2 separate regions of the Pan troglodytes genome follow, and region 2 is linked to region 1. Evidence: chromatin contacts called from public HiChIP or PLAC-seq data. All regions are on one chromosome and are shown on one strand. The core of a region is the stretch at or near the end of the contact, and the rest is flanking DNA. Distances in the headings are between cores, read along the strand shown. Region 1 holds the start of C13H2orf80 (chromosome 13 C2orf80 homolog). Region 2 holds the start of IDH1 (isocitrate dehydrogenase (NADP(+)) 1).

Region 1 (6,735 bases), core at 3,404-5,903:
AGAAAAACAAAGGTTAATTTTGGGCACAGTCTATCCAGGGGTTAGACTCAAAGCATCTTTAGTTATAGAGCAGGAAGGCAGCGGCAACCTCACACATTTTTCTCATCTATATCACAAGGAATAAGCTTTAGCTTGCAGGGCCTCAGGAAGAAGGTAGTAGTGATTTTGAATTTAATCAGAAAAATGGGAAGAAAAATTTGAAAACAGTTTGGGGACTTGTAACCCAGAAAGAATTTAGGAGTCAGTCCAAATTTTGAACAATAATAAAAACCCAAAAAACAATGGTCAAGACTAGAATCTAACAACACGTGTACTATAGTTTTTTGTAGTATAATTTTTTCTCTCTGAAGTCTCTCATTTTTATAAAAGATAAATCGTGGTAGGACCAATTTGTTTGCAAAATAAGTTTTAGTCTTATTATATTTTGCCTGATTTTTGCATAAAGGGCAGCAAGAATAATTATTTGCCATATAGGCTCTTTTTAAATAGGCTTTGATGGAACTTTGTTACATAAATAATCTCAGATTAGGTTTTTTAAGGTCTCGAGCCCAGCCACAGATTTATCTGTGCCAACAAATGCCTTTATGAGTTGGGTGAATTCCTCTCCTCTCAAGGTCCCAAGGTAACTTGGGGCTCCTGGGCCTGTCAGAAAGTGACATTTTTACTTACCACAAGTCAAGAACCCTGTACAGGGACTGCATAGACAAGGTGTGAGGCCAGTTTTCCCAAGGGGCTTTTATTGGCTCTATAAGTCAACTTTGACTCCTTAAAGCAGTCTGTTTATATTTGAAAGCATGCCACAGACTCCGTTTTGGGAAAAAATTCTGTTTTCCTCATGGAACCCCAGGAAATTTTTTTTTTTTTTTTTTTTTCTTGAGACAGAGTCTTGCTCTGTCGCCCAGGCTGGAGTGCAGTGGCACAATTTTGGTGGAATCTCGGCTCACTGCAAGCTCCGCCTCCCGGGTTCACGCCATTCTCCTGCCCCAGCCTCCTGAGTAGCTGGGACTACAGGCACCCGCCACCACGCCTGGCTAATTTTTTGTATTTTTAGTAGAGACGGGGTTTCACCGTGTTCGCCAGGATGGTCACGATCTCCTGACCTCGTGATCCGCCTGCCAAAGTGCTGGGATTACAGGCGTGAGCCATCGCGCTGGGCCGGAACCCCAGGAATTCTAAGTAGATAGATTCCTCTCAAAATCTAAGGCTTTGCTCTGTTTTGCATTGCATTATCTGATCTCTTTGACTTTTGGGTTCAAGAGAAGGGATGACAAGGTGGGTTACAAAGGACATGACTTGCCAGGCATGCTGCATGTCTGGGGCACCCACACAACAGAAGACTGCAATCAGGCTACCAAGCCAGAGGTCTCACAGCCACTTCCCCACCTGTCTAAAATAACGAACATAGGAAAGGACAGAGGAGCCAAAATCAAAGGGGAAAAAAAAGTAGCAAGTTGAAATTGGACAAAGGGAGACTCACCCACCCATCAGGTCTGAATGGTGCCAATTGGTTTTAGTCTGGATTTCAGGGGGAGGTCTCCATTGTCCCTTCATTTGTTGTCAGAAAGGATGTCACAGGCTGAACACCAAAGGCCCTGTGATATTTGCCTTCGCACATTAAGGAATTCAAGAGCAAGCCAACAGAGTAAAGTGAAAGTAAAGGAATAAAAGGGTGGCTACTCCATAGGCAGAGCTGCTGGTTGGCTATTTTTATGGTTTTTTTTTTTATGTTTTATGTTTTTGTGGTTTTTTTATGTTTATTTTTATGTTTTTTAAAAATCATATGCTAAACAAGGGATGGATTATTCATTAGTTTTTTGGGAAAGGGGTGGGCAATTCCTGGAACTGAGGGAATTCCTCCTGCTTTCAGACCATATAGGGTAACTTCCAGGCGTTGCCATGACATTTGTAAACTTTCACGGTGCTGGCGGGAGTATCTTTTAGCATGTTAATATATTATAATGAGCATATAATGAGCAGTGAGGACAACTAGAGGTCATTTTCATCGCCATCTGGTTTTGGCGGGTTTTGACTGGCTTCTTTACTACATATCATTTTATCAGCCGGGTCTTTGTGATCTGTACCTTGTAAAACCAGTCCTGCCCAACTCCTGACTCACTGGCATGGCATCGGGATAGGCACACTGCCATCACTACCTCCATCAATGTGAGTCTTAGCAATGACCAGCCCCTGATAGACAACTGCACACGTGGACCTTCTATTTGCCTTCAAGGACTGAAGCTGGGAAGGTGACTATTGGGATCGATGAACACTTGGCTGAGTTGGACCAGCTGCAGCAGCCTCAGCTGGGGGCAGGCGTAAGGGAGTTAACAGGGATGAACAAGCCTAGCAAGGTCAAGGTTGAAGTTCTCCAAGGTTGCCTTTGGGTGAAAAGCTCTCTTGATCAAGAAATTGTGGAACACCTTATAATGAGGTATCAACAATAGGCAGTCAAAAAGAAAAATAACTCAGTTTATTTTCTGTTTTTTTGGTTTGTTTGTTTGTTTGTTTTTGAGACAGGGTCTCACTCTTTCACCCAGGCTGGAGTGGACGGGTGTAATCACAGCTTACTACAGCCTCAGCCTCCTGGGTTCAAGCAATCCCCCCACCTCAGCCTGCTGAGTAGCTTGGACTGTAGGGACACACCACAATGCCCAGCTAGTTTTTATCATTTTTTGTAGAGACAGGATTTTGCCATGTTGCTCAGTCTGATCTTGAACTCTTAGGCTCAAGCAATCTACCCACCTCAGCTTCCTAAAGTGCTGGGATGACAGGCATGAGCTACCACACCCAGCCTACAGTTTAGTTTTAATTATAAACAAAATATTAGAATAAATTGAAAATGGCTGGGCGTGGTGGCTTATGCCTGTCATCCCAGCACTTTGGGAGGCCAAGGCAGATGGATCATTTGAGCCCAGGAGTTTGAGACCAGCCAGGGCAACATAGTGAGACCTCATTGCTACAAAAAAAAAATTAATTAAAAAATAAAAAATTGTCTGGGTGCAGTGGCTCACGCCTGTAATCCCAGCACTTTGGGAGGCCGAGGCGGGCAGATCACCTGAGGTCGGGAGTTCAAGACCAGCCTCATCAACATGGAGAAACCCTGTCTCTACTAAAAATAGAAAATTAGCCGGGTGTGGTGGCGCATGCCTGTAATCCCAGCTACTCCAGAGGCTGAGGCAGGAGAATCGCTTGAATCCGGGAGGCGGAGGTTGTGGTGAGCCAAGATCACACCATTGCACTCCAGCCTGGGCAACAAGAGCAAAACTCCATCTCAAAAAAATGAATAAATAAATAAATAAATAAATAAAAGTAAACAGTCACAGTAGAGGAGAGACTGAATTATTTTTTAATTCTCTCTATAGAAAATACTATGAAACCTTGGTCCTATTAACAGATAATCAAAGAGTATGTAAGAAAAAAAGGAATTTTAGTGTATGTTAGGCAGTTAGTAATCATGAAAATATTAATACTGATTTTTTGTTTGTGGTATTTTTCAGCTCTTTAAAATTTGTAACTTGTAATTAATAGTTCTAAATAAACATACAATTTTGTATTAGTTTCATATTTACAATTCTGCATTCTTTTTATTAAAGACGGTCCCCATAATGTATAAACTTCAGGCTCACCAAACCCGGAAGTGTCTAGGTACAATATAAACTCAATATGGAGTGAACAACTAGTTTAGAAAATTCTATATCTAGCGTTTTGTTAGTGTCTTTCATAATATGACCTCAGGTAATCAAGTGACTTACTTGGCCAGTGGAAAGGAGTGGAAATAAAGATTAAGAGGTGTCAATAACAGACACCCAGCTGTAGATGGGCCAGAAGAACAAACTCTGCCCCTAGTCTAGTGGTATAGAGGAGACACAGACAGAAACCATTAACAAGCTTTAAGCAAGGGAGCAAGTGTTTAAGACTAGGAGGCAGGCGTGTGGGCAGGGATTGTCAGGCCTCTGAGTCCAAGCCAAGCCATCACATCCCCTGTGACTTGCACATATACATCCAGATGGCCTAAAGTAACTGAAGATCCACAAAAGAAGTAAAAATAGTCTTAAGTGATGACATTCCACCACTGTGATTTGTTTCTTCCCCACCCTAATGATCAATGTACTTTGTAATCTCCCCCCGCTTAAGCAGGTACTTTGTAATCTACCCCACCTTTAAGAAGGTTGTTTGTAATTCTCCCCACCCTTGAGAATGTACTTTGTGAGATCCACCCCCTGCCCGCAAAACATTGCTCTTAACTTCACCGCCTATCCCAAAACCTATAAGAACTAATGATAATCCACCACCCTTTGCTGACTCTCTTTTCGGACTCAGCCCGCCTGCACCCAGTTGAAATAAACAGCCATGTTGCTCACACAAAGCCTGTTTGGTGGTCTCTTCACACAGACGCACATGAAAGGGATCTCATCTATAATTAGAAAGATGGTGATAGCTTGAACCCAGGTGATGTTTCTTCAGGATTGCCACTGTTTTGTGTTGACATTCATCGAGTAGAATGATCTTTGGGTCATTGGGTACTTTGGGGCACCCTAAGTATGTAGGAGCCAGAGTTTCACTAGCTTCCCCAGCAATCCTTGCTTAGTCAATTGATTCCTATGTCTGCAGCCAAATGCTATAAAAAACTCTGAGGAAGGTAAACTCCTCCCATCCTCTTGGTTTTTCAATTAATCATTTAGATGGGAAACATAAGCCTACTCAGGTAAAAAGACATGTGAACTTCAGGCCAGGATCACAATCCTGTCCCAAATATATGACTTTCCACCCTCCCTCAACCCTTAATGGGGGTGGGCGTAGGGGAGTGTATTTTTAAAACAAATGATTTTAATTCATTCACTGTTTCCTAGCAACCAGGAAAAAGCATGTGTTCCTGATGTCTGTGAGCACCAGTCTGAGATGCGCGGATGCTTCAGCATGCCTCCAGAAGCAGAGAAAGAACAAAAGCACTGGAACCAGTCTCCGGTTGGTGAGCGATTCTCAAAGGGGAATTTGTTAAGAGCAGGCACTTAATAGAACAGCCCAAGAGACCTGTACCACGATTGCAGGTGTGCAGCAGGGAACCTGCATGGAATGTGCAGATATTCTCCAGGAAATGATATTCCTATAGAATTTGGGGGCTCTGACTTCTAGGGAATTGTTTCTATGAAACAGCTAAAGCCTGAGACAGCTGACATCTTTCCAGTACCTCTTTTGTGTGTGCTTTCAGCCACACACAAAACACACAGCGGTCTTGTTTTCTTTAGAGCTCTATAGACAGAGAAGAGGGATAACTGGCAGAATTCAAATCTAGCTGAATTAGAATCCATGCAAATGGCCTTCTTTAGACTAGGCGTAGCTACTAAATGCATATAAATCACTGACTTCCACAGCTGTAAGGGACCTCTCCAATCATTCAACGCTTGTTTTACAGAGGAAGAAATGAAAAAACATAGGCAAATTAATTTGTTCAAGGTGCACAGCTAGTTGGTGGCCTCACAGGGTCTTCTGACCTACAGTTTAGTGGTTTGGGAGTGGGACATACTCATATTTCAAAGACTGAAACCTTTGCATATTATACCATATTGAATGGCGGTGGTGGGGGCAGGGGATGGGGAGGATGAGGGATGATCTAAGACGAAGCTGTCATAACAACGAAGCAATGCAAATATTATAACTTGTAAATCTGAAACTCAAAGGGCTTTCTCAGAATTACAAGACAAGAATGGATTAAAGCACATGCTAAGTGTGCCTTACTCCCTGCCAAGGAATTGAGATAGGCCAAATAGTCTAGCAACAAATGTTTTTCCAAATTATTGAATCAGAAGAATTTTAATGCATGCCAGACTTTATAGAGTTACAGAATGTTAGGGTAACAAGTGCTCTTGGCAATGTTAACCAGGCCCATCTTTTTTGGATAACACCTGAGGCTGGGAAGCAGAAGACGCACAGCCACATCAATGAGTGTGGGTTTCCTGGGTCCAGTGCTCTCTCTTCTCTAGGCAATAGGGCCACCTCTATGGCTTGCTGCATCCTCTCCCCATTGACTCTGTAGGGAGCAATATTATTGTCTTGATACTTAATCAATTTCCTGTGAAATGCTCTTACTTTCTTCCCCACTTTCATCTTATCCACATCCCATCCACTCCCCAAAAACTAAAGCAGATGTAGCAGCAGCAAGAATGATCCAAAATGGCTGGGCACGGTGGCTCACGCCTGTAATCCCAGCACTTTGGGAGGCTGAGGCAGGTGATTACAAGGTCAGGAGATGGAGACCATCCTGGCCAATATGATGACACCACCCGGTCTCTACTAAAAGTACAAAACAATTAGCTGGGCTTGGTGGCGTGCACCTGTAGTCCCAGCTACTTGGGAGGCTGAGGCAGGAGAATCACTTGAACCCAGGAGGCAGAGGTTGCAGTGAACCGAAATTGTGCCACTGCACTCCAGCCTGGTGACAGACCGAGACTCCGTCTCAAAAAAAAAAAAAAATCCAAAATAATGAAGGTGGCCTAGGGAAGCATTCATTTAGATCAGCGCCATCCTGTTGGCTCTCTGCTTACTGTTGGTAGAGCTGAATCAAGTGAAGCTTAGTATTTATATGGTACCATTTTCAAAAAACCGTTTCTAAAGTTTGTTTTCCAATCATCTTTAGAGTAGTGATTTAAATATACGTACAATTTTAAAAGTACAAAGGGTAGTATAATGAACATCCATGGACTTAGAATTCCAGAGTCAACAACTATTAACATTTTG
Region 2 (6,343 bases), core at 813-3,312, 73 kb before region 1:
AGGGTCTGTGCTGAGGAGGAGTAGTGAAAGAGGGAGGCCTCTTTGCAGTTAAGAGGAAGGTTTCTGTCTCCTGCTGGTCCCTGGGAATGGAATGTCTCAGTGTAAAGCTGACCATTCGTTCTATTCTGAGATAGGAGAAAACTGCTCTGTGGCTGGAGGGGAGATATGCTGGCAGCAATACTGCTCTGTTACTCTTTGCTACACTGAGATGTTTGTGTAAAGTGAAACATAAATCTAGCCTATGTGCACATCCAGGCGTAGTCCCTTTCCTTGAACTTATTCATGATACAGATTCCTTTGCTCACATGTTTCCTGTTGACCTTCTCCCCACCATCACCCTGTTGCCCTGCCACACTCCCTTCGCCAAGATAGTAAAAATAGTGATCAATAAATACTGAGGGAACTCAGAGACCAGCGCTGGTGCGGGTCCTTGCACGTTGAGCGCCAGTCTCCTGGGCCCACTGTTCTTTCTATATACTTTGTCTCTGTGTCTTATTTCTTTTCTCAGTCTCTCGGCTCCACCTAATGAGAAATACCCACAGGTGTGGAGGGTCAGACCCCCTTCAAAAAGCTCATATACCTCTCTAAACAGTTCTACAGGAATAAATGGAGGTGGCTGCCAATATCCCTTAAGCCACCTCAAAAACCAAGTTGACAAGGTGTGTGCTTTTTTCTTTTCTCTCGGGAAAAATACCAGTGCCCTCTGGTGTCCAAAGTGCATCTTGAGTAGTACCACGTAGATCAGTTTATCTTCAAAGAATAATGTACTAATTCAATGTTAGAGATAATTTTTTAAAATAAATTTTGGAGGCTGGGCGCGGTGGCTCACGCCTGTAATCCCAACACTTTGGGAGGCCGAGGCAGGCGGATCACTTGAGGTCAGGAGTTCGAGACCAACCTGGCCAACATGGTGCAACATCATCTCTACTAAATACAAAAATTAGCTTAGCATGGTGGCACACCTGTAGTCCCAGTTACTTGGGAAGCTGAAAGAGGAGAATCACTTGAACCCAGGAGGCGGAAATTGCAGTGAGCCGAGACTGCACCAGCCTGAGTGACAGGGCAAGACTCTGTCTCATAAATAAATAAATAAATATTGGAGCATTAAATTCTGGGCAGCAATATACAAGCATGCTATTGTCCTACAAATCACAATATAAAATACTCTTTATTTTCATGTTTTTGAGAGTAATGAACACACAAAATATAATCTCTGGAGGAGACCAAAATTCTTTTTTCAATCCACCGTTTTCTAAGGCTTCACATCTCTAGTCCAACTTCACTGGATCACAGATAATCCCCTGCCAACTGATCATGGTGGCTCACGCTTGTAATCCCAGGACTTTGGGAGGCCGAGGAGGGCCAATCACTTGAGTCCAGGAGTTCGAGACCAGCCTGGGCTGCTGAAACCCATCTCTACCAAAGGAAAAAGAAAAGAAAGAAAAATTAGCTGAGTGTGATTGTGCGCACCTGTAATCCCAGCTACTCGGAAGGCTGAGGTGGCAGGATCTCTTGAGCCCAGGAAGTCAAGGCTGCAGTGAGCGGTGATCGCTCCACTGCACTCCAGCCAGGGCAACAGAGCAAGGCCCTGTCTTAAAAAAGAAAATAAGAATCCCATTCATTATCTTCTAATGCAAACAATCAATGGAGTTTCTAAAGACCTAGACATAGGTGGTGTCAGGAACTGCTTCTGTAACTTTTCCATCCTTTGCATTAGGCAGCGCGGAACCCCCTAGGCGACCCCGCGCTGGCCGGGAGCACTCTTTCTTCAGCCAAAGGTACGTTCCATTACCGCCCTTCGGGGGCGCGCTAGGCAGCGGGCCGGCCAAGCTGCCGCCGCCCGGGGCGCCCTGTCCCGTTCGCTTTTATGCCGACCTAGAAACACTGTGGTGCTCTAGATTGTTACAAAGTTCGGGGTGGTGCAGCCCCAGCGCGCCCCGCTCCCCGGCCTGCAGGTGGCATACGAGTCTCTTCGCTGTCGGGATTCGGGACTGAATCTCTGCCGGGCAGCAACCCCTTTCCCCACCGGGATCACCGGGAAAGCAGCACCAAGGATTCTCCATCTTTGACTGTGGTCACGCCCCCTCGCTGACTCCGCCCATCCCACGGGAATTGGCGCGTGGCGATTGGAGGCGTGTCGGGGGCGGGGCTGGGGGGGAGGTGGGCTGAGGAGGCGGGGCCTGGGAGGGGACAAAGCCGGGAAGAGGAAAAGCTCGGACCCGCCCTGTGGTCCCGGGTTTCTGCAGAGTCTACTTCAGAAGCGGAGGCGCTGGGAGTCCGGTTTGGGGTTGCCAGGCTGTGCTTGTGAGTCTGAGCTTGTGAGCGGCTGTGGCGCCCCAACTCTTCGCCAGCATATCATCCCGGCAGGTAACTTCAGGCTCCGAGGGGCGGCCCCGGTCCCTGGCTGTGGAGGGGTGGCTCTAATTCCGCAGAAGGCAGGAATGGGGTAAAGGAAAAAAGCGCAGATCTTGGGTGTGGAGGGAGTCGAGGCCTGCGTGCAAAGAAGGGAACAAATCCAGGTATTGAGAATGGGAAAAGAAAAGGGAAGGAGGGGATGCTGGATGCTTGGATATGCAGAAGGCCTGCTTTTGGGCATGGGAGGGAGAAACTGGGCGGTGAGGAAGTTGGATGCAACGACAAGGGGAAAATCAGGTCTGCACTTGGGTTGGAAAATCGAGAGGTGGAAGTTGCAAGAATGCATGTAGAAGACTAAGCCTGGAGTGTAGGAGGAAGAAAACGTGCAGCAGCTGGGGGCTGGATGCAAAGAAGGCTGTAAGCCGCAGACGGGCGTCTGCAGGCAACTCAGGCGGCGAGTAATAGCCTTGAAGCCGATCCCTCGCGTCCGCCAGGGGGCGTGGAGGGGCGGAGCTCCAGCGGCCTTCAGAGGGGTCGCTAGGCCACACGGGGCGAGAGGGGGCTGGGGGAAACATCCCCGCCAGTTCCGGGTGCCTGGAGTTTAAAAGGTCCCAGCACCAGCGAGGGGAGGGGAGGGGAGGGGAGGGGCGGGCATGGAGACCTGGAAGGAGGTACCGATCCAGCCTTGATTGCAGCCCTCTTGCACAACGGCCATAAGGACGGGTGCAGGCCAAGAGCAAGGACGTGCAAACCCCAAGACCTGCTAACGGGCGGCGAAGCGGGGGCACGCCCTCGCACACGCAGAGATAAATTGTGCTCCCGTGACCTTTATTTGGAAAGTGCCTGCGGGCCTAAAACTGGCCTTTGTCCCTCCGAGTACACTCAGCACTGTACTTTAAACCGGATAAACTGGGCTGTCTGGCAGGTACTAAAAACAGCTAAATTCTCCTGTGAGTGTTCTGTATGTTAACACTTTTTATTCCTTGTTTTGTTTTAGGCGATAAACTACCTTCAGTTGAGTCTGCAAGACTGGGAGGAATTGGGGTGATAAGAAATTCATTCACTGTCAAGGTGAGAATTAGCAATTTTTCCCCTTCTTCTGTACTTTCTTTGATGTGGCAGTACAGTGTTTAACTGGTCTTGGGGGCAGGCCGAGGCACTGCAAGGGAATGAGTGAGGAATATTTCCAACAACGAATTCCAACAGCTTCCTTGTTTCTTTTAATACAGTGTCTTATCTGCAAGAGATCATTTTCGCCCAGAAATTATTGTAGTTCATGAACTCGGCAAAAAACAATCTGGCCAAAAACTTGAGGTTGATGAAAATAATATTAAATGGCTCTTTTTTTCATTAAACTACTCTGTATTGTTATTCCACGTTTATTTTCTGGAATTGCACAAGTATGTTAGGAGATAGGATTCAGCTACTTTAAATGAGCTGGTGCCTGCTGGTCTTGGAACAGCCCTTCCTTCTGAAGTTGGGGTTGGGTTGGAGACAAAATCTGAGGGGCAACAAAGGTGGAGAAGTCAGTCCAGTGGGGCCTCGAGCCCATCCCATGGAAATCAGATCCAGAAGAAACAGAATTATGTTCCACATGGTAGTAACAATAAAGCTTCACTGTTTTAGTTAAAAGATGGTAAAAATTTCATGGCTAAGTAATGTGAGGAAAACCTGAAGCGTCTGAAGTATGCATTATGAGATAAAGAAAGATTACTGCAGAGAGTACAGTTGCTTTAACTGAGAAGGAAATAGTGAACTAAAAAGGTATCAGTCTTCACATTTTAGGTACAATATTTGACCTCTATTAACTGTATTTGCCATCAAGAATAAATTGCCATGTCATGACTGTTGCATCATACCATATAGGGACATGGCCATGGAAGTGTATTATCAGGAACCAGATGAGTTCACTGCCTCCTTTTTTGCTTTGTTTTAAAACAAGGATAGGTGTGACAGTGGAATCAAACATGAACTGAATCATATGCTTTGAGCTGTACTACAAATTATACTTGACATTACAAATGGGAAGTAATTGACTCATCCACACCATTCTGTTCATTTCTTTTAGTCTAGTTCAGTTCCAGAAGGTTCCCCCAAAGGAATCTCCTAAACACTAGTAAGAAGAATTCTAGAATTGCGAATTTGGGAAGTGAAAATGGGCCTGGGGATTGGAAATACATCCAGGCTTGTCAAGAAACAGACGCTTACTCTCTACTAATCATTACATTTTTATTTAAAGACCAAATTACTTTAGCTCAATTTTTCAAGAAAGACTATTTTAGGCTTCTTATCTAATAATTCTTTAAAGTCAATTCTCTTGACTTTTTTAGTCCTTAAGAGAATAAAAGCAATTTGCAGCTGTGTTGTTGGATTAAAAAAGAGTTTCGATTAGAGCATCATTAGAAGGAATAGATAACTTTTAGCAGGCTCAGAGCTTCTTCTGCCTCTAGGGACAAGCTGGGACAGTTTCATTTCTTCCAAAGGGTCCAACCTTGCACTTTCTGAGAATCAGATTGATTTGTATATGCTACCCCCACACCCTATCCTTAAAGTGCTGTCTTCCTAGGACAATGCACAGTTTGTCCTATCCCACTCACTAGCAGCTTACCCTTGCCTGTGAACAGCCAGAAGAAGATGACAGGGACGTGCTTGGGTCCTGGGCAGTGGCCCTACTGTATAGAGATTCTTCTAATTGAGAAATCACTTTGTTGTATTTAGCCCCACATCTCCAATGTCTGTGTTGTCTCTAGGAAAACAGTTCCACCAGGAATTCTTCATCTCGCTTTTAGACTTAAAGTTTCCCTGAATATGGGTCACAGGAACCAGTTGAATCTCCTCATGGCTAGTTATTTTTATTAAATAACAAAAACAGCCTCTTAAAGGAGGAGAAATACTAGCACTCACCATTCTGCACATCTTGAGAGCCCAGTAAAATGATGAGTTGGACTGAAGTGTTCAATAAACATGAGATTGTGGAAATAATCTCATTTCTTAAGACAAACCAGTAGTTGAGAATAATGACTGCATTATGAAGGGCACGTTATAGGGTCAGGCTCTCCCACGCTCTAGCTAGGTGGCCTTGGGAAAGCTCTTTTTTTTTTAACAAAGTAAAATGGGGAAATGATGGCCATTTTTTTGGATTGTTATGAGGGCTAGCTCAGAAACCGCGTGTGAAACAACACAATACTTTGTTCAGAGAAGATACTCAATTCTAATGGTAAATAGAATTGCTGTTACTAGCTTTTTATTCAACTACACACAAATTGAATTGCATGAATTGTTCTTTTAGTAGTCACTACGTTGTTTATATAAACACTACGTTGTTTAAACACTACGTTGTTTATGTAAACACTATGTTGTTTATATATTTCACTTTATAATGAAATAAATGACAAGGCGTGTATTTTTTTTTCTTTTTAGGTTTATTGAAGTCAAAATGTCCAAAAAAATCAGTGGTGGTTCTGTGGTAGAGATGCAAGGAGATGAAATGACACGAATCATTTGGGAATTGATTAAAGAGAAACTCATTTTTCCCTACGTGGAATTGGATCTACATAGGTAAATGAGTTAGCCCTCCGTGTAGCAAACTCAGAAAGGATAATGTGGCTGGGCATAGTGGTGCACACCTGAAGTCCCAGCTACTTAGGAGGCAGAGGCAGGAGGATCTCTCAAGACCAGGAATTCAAGTCCAGCCTGGGCAACAGAGTGAGACCCCATCACTTTAAAAAAAAAAGAAAAAAAAAGGGAAGGAGAAACAGGAAAAAAAAAAAGAATGTAATCTGAGTTATTTTGAGGTGAAGTTAGCTTTTTTTATATAGATATAGCTGTGTTTTGTGAATAAAGTTTGTTTTAAGCCTAAACATATTCAGATGAATCTTCTAATTTTAACATACTGCTAGGAAAACTGGATTTATCATCTAAAAGTCAAGAATTATAAGGGAAAGAATGATTTTCAGATTCTTCTAACCTTCTGTTTCCTGTGAAGGTT

Evidence for each region. HiChIP or PLAC-seq counts read pairs in DNA pulled down with a chosen protein or histone mark.
Region 2: an H3K4me3 HiChIP or PLAC-seq map of stem cell-derived excitatory neurons shows a contact between it and region 1, with 10 times the contacts expected there. The contact joins the promoter of IDH1 here to the promoter of C13H2orf80 in region 1. A contact is called at or near these places in 2 of 7 Hi-C or Micro-C datasets (induced pluripotent stem cells and stem cell-derived neural progenitor cells), 1 of 1 datasets of contacts at active chromatin or transcription factors (stem cell-derived excitatory neurons) and 1 of 1 other capture datasets (stem cell-derived neural stem cells).

Annotation. Positions count from the first base shown.
Region 1 is chr13:110,415,406-110,422,140 of NHGRI_mPanTro3-v2.0_pri, reverse strand. C13H2orf80 (chromosome 13 C2orf80 homolog) reads left to right here and starts at 4,653. Exons shown (of 10, transcript XM_054679266.1): 1 at 4,653-4,705; 2 at 4,851-4,969.
Region 2 is chr13:110,486,147-110,492,489 of NHGRI_mPanTro3-v2.0_pri, reverse strand. It overlaps IDH1 (isocitrate dehydrogenase (NADP(+)) 1), which reads left to right and starts at 2,062. Exons shown (of 10, transcript XM_001141655.5): 1 at 2,062-2,367; 2 at 3,353-3,426; 3 at 5,776-5,913. The coding sequence starts at 5,792.